2 separate regions of the Mus musculus genome follow, and region 1 is linked to region 2. The links are chromatin contacts, called in public HiChIP or PLAC-seq maps. All regions are on one chromosome and are shown on one strand. The core of a region is the stretch at or near the end of the contact, and the rest is flanking DNA. Distances in the headings are between cores, read along the strand shown. Region 1 has its middle 21 kb from the start of Il10ra. Region 2 holds the start of Mpzl3 (myelin protein zero-like 3).

The links. HiChIP or PLAC-seq counts read pairs in DNA pulled down with a chosen protein or histone mark.
Region 1: a contact with region 2 is called in a BATF HiChIP or PLAC-seq map of CD8 T cells, with 14 read pairs. The contact joins the enhancer-like site here to the promoter of Mpzl3 in region 2. A contact is called at or near these places in 1 of 39 promoter capture datasets (neural stem cells), 2 of 484 Hi-C or Micro-C datasets (CD8 T cells and double positive thymocytes) and 3 of 115 datasets of contacts at active chromatin or transcription factors (CD8 T cells, bone marrow-derived macrophages and effector CD8 T cells).

The regions. Positions count from the first base shown.
Region 1 is chr9:45,287,344-45,293,520 of GRCm38.p6, reverse strand. No RefSeq gene overlaps it. Among named protein-coding and RNA genes, the nearest start is that of Il10ra, 21 kb to the right of the region's middle. Within about 2 kb of position 1,645, at least 36 of the 459 cell types and tissues checked have an H3K27ac peak or open chromatin away from gene starts, as enhancers often do. A contact at or near this core is called in CD8 T cells and effector CD8 T cells, where this site is marked.
Region 2 is chr9:45,053,519-45,059,214 of GRCm38.p6, reverse strand. Mpzl3 (myelin protein zero-like 3) reads right to left here and starts at 4,034. Exons shown (of 6, transcript NM_001093749.3): 1 at 3,897-4,034. The coding sequence starts at 3,972. Mpzl2 (myelin protein zero-like 2) reads right to left here. Exons shown (of 6, transcript NM_007962.4): 6 at 5,172-5,696.

The DNA.
Region 1 (6,177 bases), core at 396-2,895, 240 kb before region 2:
GAAGTGTGTTAAGGGTATGGCTTAAGGTAAGTTTTTTCGACGGGCATGGTGGCACATGCCTTTAATCCCAGCACTTGGGAGGCAGAGGCAGGCAGATTTCTGAGTTCGAGACCAGCCTGGTCTACCAAGTGAGTTCCAGGATAGCCAAGGCTACACAGAGAAACCCTGTCTCGAAACAAACAAACAAACAAACAAAAAAATTAAGTTTCTTCCCTCTTTGATTGTCAATGTATTTATCTTGAAAAATGGAGATAATGAAGCCAACCAATCCCTGAGTTTATGAGGTTATTAAGTAATATTATAGGTGCAAATGAAATACTATCAGTACCAACTACAGAGCAGATAGCAGGTATTCATTTATTCAACAACTAAACATTTTTAGAAATGTGTTTTTGGGGATAATATATATTTGGGTTCCACACACACACATACATATATCAAAGATATGTACATATATACACATACATAGATGTGTGCCAGGCTCCATCCTAGTTTTGGGAATAAAAACAATAGGAGGTGCTGCCAGGCTGTGAGGTACTCTCCACATGCTGGTAGGAAGGAGGAGATAATGGGCCTCCAGTATGGATAGAAGGACATTGGGAGACAGGGCATCTCCCAGGATATGAGCCTCCTTGTTCCCCAGATGACACTATTAATTCCCCAGATTTCTAGCTATTCAAGAGTTGAGAAATGGCCCAGTGTTCTCTCCTCCTTGGCTGTCTCAAGTAAAACCAGCCTTCAGCAAAGCTCAAGTCCACCCAGAGAGCTATGAAGGGAGGGCCCAGTCAGGCTTCAAAATGCTTGCCTTGTTAATGATGTACAGCCAAGTCTTTCAACACTCCTATGACCCATTACCCTGTCACTTGGGTTCTGGAAATTTCCTCCAAGGAAATGATCTTAAAACCAAACAAAACAAAACTTCACCTGCAAAATTAAATCTCAAAATGCATTTCGACAAAATGCATGGCCCTTAGCCACAAAATCCCTCTCGTGACAGCCCGCCCTGAAGACGCCATTGTAGAGCTCCCAAGGAGTGGGCGGCACAAGGATCATCTATCTTAGCACTTTAAGTGAGAGTTTTTAATCTAATGTCAATTAAGAGAGGAGTTGACTAGGTAGATGTGGTATTTTCAGAAATAAAATTCAAAACACTGAACAGTCAATGTAAGCAAGAGTTCAGAGTGTCTATCTTGTACCAGGTGTCAACTTTATAGGTGCCTGATTTGGGGAACGTTGAAGAGGGTGCCAGGGCTGGGATGGGGGCAGATTGAATGTTTCATCAATGGTCATTCTCTGTTACTGAGCTGAAAAGACAGATAGCCAGAAGAGAGCTATGCAGACATGTAAAAAGATGTAATCTCAGAACTTGGAAGGCTGAGGCAGATGAATTGCCAAATTGAGCTCCAGCCTAGCCTAGACTGAAAGTAAAACCACACATACATATAGGTGTGTGTGTGTGTGTGTGTGTGTGTGTGTGTGTGTGTGCGTGTGCATGTACAGGTGTGGTTTCCATATATATGGAAAAAAAACCCTCAGAACTCAAAACTGAAAACGATTGTGGTATAAATTCTATGCCTTTGTAAAGATTCACCAAACCATACTGAGGCTTAGTGGGCGTTTTCTCTGTCATGATATCACCAGCTTCTGAGGCACTGTGGTATAGAGTAGCGACTACAATTCTGTGTTCTGAATATAAATGAATCTGCACAGCCCTCAGTGTCGGGATGTCCTAAGAAAGTAGAGCTTTTAGGAGGTGAGCCCAGAAGGTGGCCTTTACTAGTTTTCCCCAGGTCTCTGGCTTCCTATTTGTGGTGTCATCTGCCTCACGCACGGTCTCCCACCATGATACCGTCTGTCCCGAGGTGCTGCAGCCAAGCCCCACTAGAGCCTTGCTGCTTGGGCTTCTTAAGGACAAAGGAAGAGTTCAGATAGGTGATAGCTTATTTCCCAGCAGGAATGACACAAGAAAGAAGACTATGCGGTACCATCTTTAAAACATCAAAAGGACGGGGCTGGAGAGATGGCTCAGCCCTTAGGAACACTGACTGTTCTTCCAGAGGTCCTGAGTTCAATTCCCAGAAACCACATGGTGGCTCACAACCATCTGTAATGGGATCCAATGCCCTCTTCTTGTGTGTCTGAAGACAGCTACAATGTACTTATATACATATAATAAATTTTAAAAAATACTTTAAAAAACATTAAAAGGAAAACAAAACACAGTCCAAGCAAAACTGCCTCCTAAAAATAAACTCTTCAGATGCATCAAAGCTAACGGAACTTCCCCAGGTGAGCCACACTGCTCAGGGAAACTGTTCGAGCACAGAGAAATGATACTGTGTGGGAATCAGGGGCCTTCATAGTGGGCCTCGGAATGCTTTGGATGGTAGTAACTTTGTTAGTAAATGTAATTCTTAAAAAATAATTAAAGCCCTTTTAACTACAAAAGACTATTAAATCTAAAAGAAACCTGTGATTTATTGTGGGGGTTTAAAATATATGTAAAAACAAAAGTAGGGTAAAAGCTGGGAAGAGAGAGACACACGTGTGTTATAGGTTCTTGTACTGTGCATAAGAAAGTGTCACATGACCACTTGGAAGTAAAGTCACGTATATAACCTCAAGAGCAGCCAAGCTCACCCCAATAACAGAGTCAGAATATGCATAGAGCTGAGTTGGGAGAGTGTTGGCCAAGCATGCATAAAGCCATGGGTTTGATTCCCATTCCTATTTAAACTGGTTATGGTGGCACATGGCACATGCCTGAATCTCAACACTCAAGAGGGGAAAGCAAGTGGGTCAGAAGTTTAAGGACAGCCTAGATTACACAAGACCTTGTCTCAAAAAAAAAAAAAAAAGCTAGCAAAGAGAAGGTGAAATTACTTCATCCATCCAGAGATGGTGGAAACAAACAGGAAACAGGAAATATAGAAAAGATGAGATGAGGTTAAAAGAAACAGGGAGAAGTCTAACCCTGTCAACAATCATTTACATATAAATTAAAAGGCAGTAGTTGCAAGGCTTGGTAAGAGTCAACTACTTGTTGCCAACAAGAAATGCACTGTAAGCCAGCCATAGTGGTGCGTGCCTTTAATCCTGGCACTTGGTAGGCAGAGGCACATGGATCTCTGTGAGTTCGAGGCAGCCTGGTCTACAGAGTGAGTTCCAGGACAGCCAAGGCTGTTAGAGAGAGTAGCCCTGTCTCAAGCAAAACAAAACAAAGATACATGTTAAAGGTGAAAGGACAGCAGTGATGTACTGTGCTGGTCGAGGGGAAATTGGAGCAGCAATATTAATATCAAAGTAAATCAGAGCAAAAAAAAATTGCCAGAGATGGAGAAGTTCATGTTGTACTGATAAAGATATCAGTTAATCAAGAGGTTGCTAATGTTTACTGTTTATGTGCCCTCAAAATGCAAGGAAGGTGAACTGCTGTGAGGAGAAAGAGACAAATCTACCATTACAATTAACAGTTTCAACACCCTTCTTCCAGTAAGTGTGGGACTAAGCAGAGAGAAAAACTGTAAGAACATGGCACCCTTGAATAGCACTGTCCATCAATTTGACCCTGCCTCGCTGCTGGGATGCCACTCAGGGGAGGTGGAACAGTCCATGATAGGGGTCCCAGCTATGTTCTTCCGGATGAGAAACACTGAGATCGGGGTCCGAGGGTCTGGCCTTCCCCTATATGTCAGGTAGAAAGGGGGATGTCTGAGCCTTGGACAGGGCAGAATCCTGTTTGTTGAGTGCCGAGAGTAAGAGGATGGAGAGGCTGAAGGAGAGAAGGCCTTCTCTGGGAGATTTAGGCAAGGCTCTTTATAAAGAAGGCCTCCCCCTGCAGTAGTCTTTGATGAAGGAGAAAGTACTTGCTTGTCCAAACTGCTTTATTTTTTTATGGCATATGTACATGCATTTGTCTTACTCAAGGTGAACCAGGAATTAAATACATTCTATGGGAAGGGATGCCCAGGGAGGGAAGCTCATTGGCTGAACACTTGGGCCTATCTAGATACCTCATTAGCATGGAGAACTCCAGGTTTTTATGCTACATGACCTCTGTCATGGCTCTCTCCATGGGGTGTCATGGCTACATGTGCCAGGACAGGTAGATCAGGCAGGGAGCTGGTCCCATGCCTACCGTTCTCAATTCTGAGATTGCCAGGGTTGTGACCCTTCTTCAACCTTACCAGTTCTCCTGTCTGGTGGCATGGTCCACTTGCCCCCCACTGTACCAGGATGGAGTTAATTGGAAATTAATATCAGAAAGGTATCTGGAAAATCTCCAAATGTCTTGAAATAGCATCCTGTATTTTCTTTTTTTTTCATCCTGTATTTTCAAATAGCCCACTGTCCAGTAAAACAAAACTTACAAGGAAAATTACAGAGTATTCTGAACTGTGTAACATGAAGACACAACATATGGAAGTGTGTGGGCTGTGGCTAAACAGAGCGGAAGGGAAATGTGTAGCTCTTCATGGCTCCCCTAGAAAGTCTACCTTAGGAAGTCAGGAAGAAAGAGAGAGAGAGAGAGAGAGGGAGAGAGAGAGAGAGAAGCAAAAATTAGGCTCCAACTAAGCAGACAAGAAAAATAATTCATATCTGAGTATGAATTAATAGAATCAAAACAAAACAAAGCAGATGTCAGAATGAAGATATAGTTCAATTGGCAGAGTGTTGGTCAAGGATGCGTAAAGCCATGAGTTTGATCTCCATCCCCATGTAAACTGGTCATGGCAGCACGCGCCTGTAATCCCAGCACTGGAGATGTGGAGGCAGGAGGGTCAGAAGTTCAAGGACAGCCTGGATTACATAAGACTTTGTCTCAAAAAAAAAAAAAGTCAATAACATGAAAATGTTGTTCCATGAAAAAAAAAATTAGTAAAATTCATAGAGCCCAGCTGGACTGATTAGCATAAAAAGAGATGACACAGCAAAATGACTTGGTGGGTTAAGGTGCTTATTATAGCCAGGTCTGAGGACTGGAGTTAAACCCCAGGGACCCGGGTGGTAAAAGAAGAAATCTGAAATCCAACTCAGACAAGCTGTCCTCTCACTCATTGTGTGCGTTCTCTCTCTCTCTCTCTCTCTCTCTCTCTCTCTCTCTCTCTCTCTCTCTCTCTCTCCACACACACACACACACACACACACACACACGCGCGCGCGCACTCATTAAACAAATATAAAAACAAAGTTAGGTCTCTTTCTTTTCATTTTTAAGAAAACACAAATCACCAGTGTAGGGATAGAGGTGACCTCTCTTACCAGGTTCTGCAGATAATTAGAGAACTAACAAAGCCACCTTAGAAATCATGTGAGGGCAAGAAACTGAAAATGTGGGTGAAATGAACTAACTTTTGAGAAATAGAAAGTACCATGGCTTCCTTTAAAGAGATTCACTGACCTGAGCAACTCCGTATCTATGCAGTGACTCACAGTTACTGCGAAAAATCGCCCCACAAAGGAGCCCTCGAAGGCCAAGTTTTCACAATTTTTATGGAAGAAATAATATTTGACACAAACTTTTCCAAAAAATGGAAGAGATGGGGCAGTTCCCATTTCATGAGACCAGAGTCACCCAAGACCAAAATGAGACAGAGACACTTGGCGGGAAAAGAAAACTGAAGGCAGACACCTCAAATGAGCACATACACACAGACTTCCCAGAGAGAGTTTCCGAGAGCAAAGCCCAATGACACACTAAGAGGAAAACAGGTTATGAGGAGATCAGCTTTAGCCTAGGGCTTTGGTGTTAACGAAATATTAAAAACGTCCTCGGTGAACCCCAGCAACGTTAACAAAGTAGAAAGAGAAAGTCACGTGGTTTTCTCAGAAGATTCTGGAAAAGCACTGGTCACATTTAACATCCATTCCAGATATAACTTCTCAGAAAACTAGGCATGGAAGACAGCTGATTCGGTTGAGTTTTAAAAAATGCACACACACACACACACACACACGCACACGCACACGCACACGCACACGCACACGCACAGCCCATCAACACTCTTGCTGGCAAAAGACTGAAAGTTTGGGACCTGGGACATGATGGTTCAGTGGGTGAAGTGCTCGCCACAGGCCTGGTGACCTGAGTTTGTATCCTCAGAACCCACATAAGATGCAGTAGCACCCACATCTGTTGTCCCTGTGCTCCTGTGGGTGGCTGTAAGGACTCACAGC
Region 2 (5,696 bases), core at 2,785-5,284:
CTTGATTTGTAAATGTCATTTCCTTCTTGAAATGCAAGCACCATCAGGGCAAAACTCCAGAGGGAGGGAGGCGGGCAGAGAGAAACTGGGAGGGTCACCGAGGTTACTAGTGTAAGAACACATGTGCACTGCTCACTCATTCTCTCCCTATCACCTTCTTTATGGAATTTCCAATGCCTCCCTCCACGCTTCTGTCTGCACGCATTCAGGAAAAGATCAGTTCTGAATAATCACTTCTAGACTGGGCTGGTATACTGAAGGAGGAAAAACATATCACACAAATTCGCAGACAGTTCCCACAAGAAATTAATGCTGGAGGGAGAAAGGTGTCAAGAATGACTCTCAGTTTCTACTCAAAAAAGCCACTCACTGAAAGAGGGGAAACCAGCCACGAGTCTCACTTGGGGTAAGTTTACGTGTCTTTGATACCTAAGGGATAATGTCAAAGAACAGCATGTCAGGGGTCAGCAACCTATGACCCATGATTCAAGTGGAAGCAGATGGCTTTCATGAGAAAGGAACAAACTCATAATAATTAGCTGTCACCCTGCTATCTGCTCCATGGGTAACCCAGATTGTCTAAACCAATCAGTCTCTCCCCTGATCACACAGGAAATAGCTAAAACACTCCAACCTTTGTGTAAACAGAATTGTATCAGAATGCCACCACATTGGTTTGTTTGGCTGCTTTTGCACACCTGGCAGAAACTGAGAAGTGGCAGAGAACAGCTGCCCACACACCCTAAACGTTTACTCTCATTCCATTACTGGAAATGGCTGCCAATGCCTGCTTTAGAGCTAACACAAGATCTGCAGATCTGTAACACAAGCTGTTCCTCCAGCCAGCTCTCCACCCAGTGTCCCCGCTTCTCTCTCTCCATTTCCTCCCTTTCTCTTTCTGTCTCTTCTCCCTACCTCTGTTTCTCTCTTCCTTTCTCCTCTCCTTCTCTTGTCTCCATATTTCTATCTTTCTCTCAAATCCCTTCTTAAAACTCTCTCTACTCCTATGTTACAGCCATTCAAATCTTCCCCCATGTTACAGCGATTCAAATTTCCCCCCACTTTAGCACAATATCCTTTCAGACATTTAACTTTTGTTTTATTTTTATTTCGTTTCTTGAGACAGGATCATGCTATGTAGCCAAAGCTAGTCCAGCCTCCAACACTCCATCCTCCTGCCTCAGGATTCCAAGTGATGGGATCACCCGTGTTCTGGCTTGATATTTATTCTGGCCAAGTAAAACCAGCCACAACCATAAAAAATATGAAAATTAACAAAACCATTTAATGAAAAATACAAATCACATTCTAATAAAATAATTTTAGAACTGAAAGAAATTAAATATGACAAAATCAAAGGCACTGACTTTGTACATCCAAATTGCAAATCTTCCTATCTTAAATTTACATACTGGCATTACATGAAAAGGTGTAATACTGGGCTCTCCACCATTATTGCTTCCCTTCTTCCCTTTCCTCCTTCTCTTGTTTTTTTCAGACAGGGTCTCCTGCTTCTCAGGTTTGATTCATATTCACTATGCAGCTGAGGATGACTCTGAACTTGTGGTGCTCCTCCCTCCACATCCCCAGTGCTAGGATTACATGCATGCATCATTACACCCAGAGCTACATCCCCAGACCCCCAGCCTATCATTTATATATACTTAGCCAACTGAAACAAGCAGAATCAGACTTAAAACTGAAGGCCAATTCAAACATGACAACAATGTAAGGGTTTTCAGTCTCTGAAGAGGGATGGCGAGTAAACACTAGTGGGAAAGCAAAGCCCACCACCTGCGATTCAAAAGAGACAAAACGAACCAACAGACAACCAACCAGATGGAGCACTGCAAACACACCACGTGAAGAGAGCTACTCACAAAGGGGCGCGTGGCTGGTTCACTTTGTATTAAGTGCCCAGAGTAGACAAAAGTTTAAAGAGGCAGATTGGTGGTTTCCAGAGCCTGTGGGAAGGTCAGAATGGATACAGGGTTTCTCTTTTGGGTGATAAAAATGTTCCCGAAGTGGTTGTAATGATGATTGCACACCATGCACACTAAAAATTACTGAACTGTATTTTAGTGAATGAATAGGCCTGTGAACTACCCACCTTTGTTTTTTTATTTTATGTGTCTGGGAATTCTGCCTTTATGTGCAGCACTTGCATATCGGGGGTCTATGAAGGCCAAAGAGGATATCTGATTCCCTGGGATTGGAGTTACAAATCATGGTAAGCCATGACGTCAACTCTGTGACTCAAACCAGAGTCCTACAGAAGAGCAGCAAATGCTCTTAACCACTGAGCCAGCTCTCCAGACCCCTGGTTTGTTTGTTTTAAAGGCAGAATGTAAATCTATTCAAAAAAACCTGGAGGAGTGGGTGAGGAGTTTAAATCTATATCTTTAATAGGTTTCTACACAGTGATCAATAACTTTAAAACTATTAATAGAATGTGTCCATACTTGTACAGATCAGAGGCAACTCTATTGAATTGGTTCTCTCCTTTCACCTGTATGTAGAGTCTGAAGATGGAACCAGGTCTTTAGGCTTGCAAAGCAAGCCCCTTTACCTACTGATCTCACCAGCCCTCCAGAGTTAATTTGAACCATTTGTTTTGCTAGATTTGACACCTGCTCGTATATGTGAAATGACACTAGATCTACAAAAAGACACAATTTCTAGGATCTTTTTTTTTTTTTCTCATTGGGACAATATGTGGACATTTCTCCCTCCACAGCCCTGCTGTGTGTGTGTGTATGTATGCATATATATATATATATATGAGTTTATATGAGGTGACAGTAGGCCTGGCTCTGTTGTAAAAAGAACTCAGAGGGAAAACTGGACATTTATGATGACATAGGTAGCTGGGAGGGATCAGGGAGTGTGCTGGCAACATGCAGATTAGTCACCAGATAAACAAAAACCTCCTCATCTTACCTGATGAGACTCAGCCACCTAATACTTACACAATATTAAAGACCCCTTTCAGAAATGTCCATTATTTTCAGAGAAATGCTACAATACAACAATTCATTCTAATGCTAGCTATACCAGTATTCCATTTCTTAGGAAGACACACACACACACACACACACACTAATCAAGAGAATATTCGCATTTCAAAATGAAGCTAATTAGTTTGGATTGAAATTTAGAAATTGGAATAGCATGAAAGTAAAATTATCCAAACCTTACAATAGTGTCATTATGGCAACACTGTACTGACAATAGTTAAAAGATTCAAGTTTCAGAAGAATGGCTATGACTTTTCTTATACTTCAGAATGTTTAGAAAGTCCTAAGGTGCCTTTTCTTCAGCAATATGCCTGCTATAAGAAAAATCACACTATAACTCTTGTCTAAAATGTTTTATTTAAAAGCCCCTGAAATAAAATCACTAAGTCATGATTTTCCTTTTTTCCTCTTCTTCTTCTTTCTTCCTTTCTTTTCTTTTTTTTTTTTTTTTTCCTTTTTTTCCCTAGCCCTGATTGTGTCTCTCAAAATAACTGGAACACGAATTGCCCGGTTTCCGACCAGGGTGTAACAGCAACTCAGAACCCTGGCAGACAAGCACAGAGAATCTCACAAGAGCAGTGAGTGTCCGCCAAGCCTGTGCTCGCTGTGGTTTCGTCAAGGCATCATCAAGGCGGTGTCAAGTCTCACAAGGTGGTCGGGCTCTGAGAGCTGAGGGGAACCAACTCTCCGCAGTGGGAGGTGCTAGCCGGGAAAGAAAACCATCCCACACCCCCTCCTTCCCTTCCTTCCTTCCTTCCTTCGCAGAAGCCGAGCGGGGGCTTTTCTGAGACCCCCCAACCCGGAACCGGAAAAGCGACCATCTTTCCTGACCCCCCCGCCCCCTGCCGGAAGTGGAGTCCAGCCAGCTGGCGCACTCACCCTGGACGACTAGGATGCTCAGCAGTGGAAAGAGAGCGCAGCCACGGCCTCCTACTGTTCCTCTTGCCAGCTGCATCCCGACAGCTCTTCCGATACTTACACACCCTCTTTACGCCTCCCGGGGACCATGCAGGTGGTGCCGGAAGTGACGTCATGTCGGGAGTCACCTTTGAAAGAGCCGTCCCGGACCCAACCTCAATCAGGGACAAGGATTGTTACTAGAATCGTACCCGGTTACCCTCATCAGCGGTTCTTTGACTCTCAGGAGGATCTGATTGCGCTCTTCTGCTTCAGATTGGCTACAGACTGAAAAAACAGTTCTATTTTTATGGAATTCCAGGGAACCAGGCTCGATCCTCCGACTGTAATCCAGAAGTTATCTCTCTAGAATATCTAAGTTGAACCCTCACAAAAGATTCTCATACATTTGAAGTTCAGGAAAACGTAGGCGACCATCCAAGATCAGAATAAATATATCTTTTTTGGGTCCTTTGGTAAATACGTGCAAGCGTCGTCATTTGTGTACCTTTTAATGTAGCCATTACATCATTCAGAATTGGATGTTTATTAAATTACTGCAGTGACAGTGATGATGAAATCATTACAGTGTGTATTAAAGGAGAGGAGGAACTTGGGTTTGTGTATCTTTGCATTTTAAAAGTAAGGATATCATTATCACGGTACTTGACGTGGAATGAGACAGTCTAACATGCTCTGAAAGAAAGGGTGGAAAGGACCCCGCTTTACTGGTGTAATCACTCAATTCTCCTGGACCCGCCATGGTTAATGAAAGTAAAAGGGAATAAAAAGCCTCAGCTTTTGGAAATATTTCATAGCTGACATTTTCCATTGGCATACTTTACTAGACTTGGAAGCCGGTAGTTTTTTCTATGAGAAGAATCAAGAGTAGAAAAACAAATATCCTTGTTTCTAAAGTTCCCAAACTAAGTCAGGTAGGATGGCAAAAGCCTGTAAATCCAAGATCTGCAAGACTGGGGCAGAAGAACTAAGGACAACCTGGACTTCAGTCGTAAGACTCAGATTAGGGTTAGGTCCAAGAAATGAGTCTTCCAAATGTGTGCTATCATTTTGCCCATTTCCCAGTCCTCCAAAGCAATATGTGAAGCCTATAGAAATATAAAACTACTAGAAATTAATTTCATCAATTAATGATTGCTCTGCGTGTCTAACTCTACTATCTACCAAGAAAACTTGAGCAAAGTTAAACATCTTCCCTTGTTTTCCATTAACTGCTGTTGTGAATTTTGCAGATTTGTTTGTAAGCAAATAATAAAAATCATAGTTCTTTATTACTAAGGGTTTATTTACACAGTGATTCATGCATAATAAAAAATAAGTTACAGTACAAAAGTACTCTTAGGAAGGAGACACTGAACAAGAACCTGATATCCCATGAGTATTCAAACAAGACACAAGCTGCAAGTTCCCTGGAGACATTCTCTGTGAGTTTTTAACTACTTCATTACAAATATGAAATATACACAGGCCATCTGTTTAAAGAAATATCCAGTTGTTATATTCACAAGAGAAAATATAGCTCTAACTTGTAGCTTCAAAACTAGGTATCAAAATTTTAGACCAGGGTATGGTGGAACATGCCCTTATTCCTAGCACTAGGGAGGCAGAGGCAGTAGGATCTCTGAGTTCAAGGACAGCCTGGTCTACAGAGCAAGTTCTAGGATAGACAGAACTATATAGTAGTGAGACCCTGTCTTAATTTTTAAGGGGGGGGGAGGGAGAGAAATAAAAACAAAACCTTTTTTAGGCATTTTAAAAAGT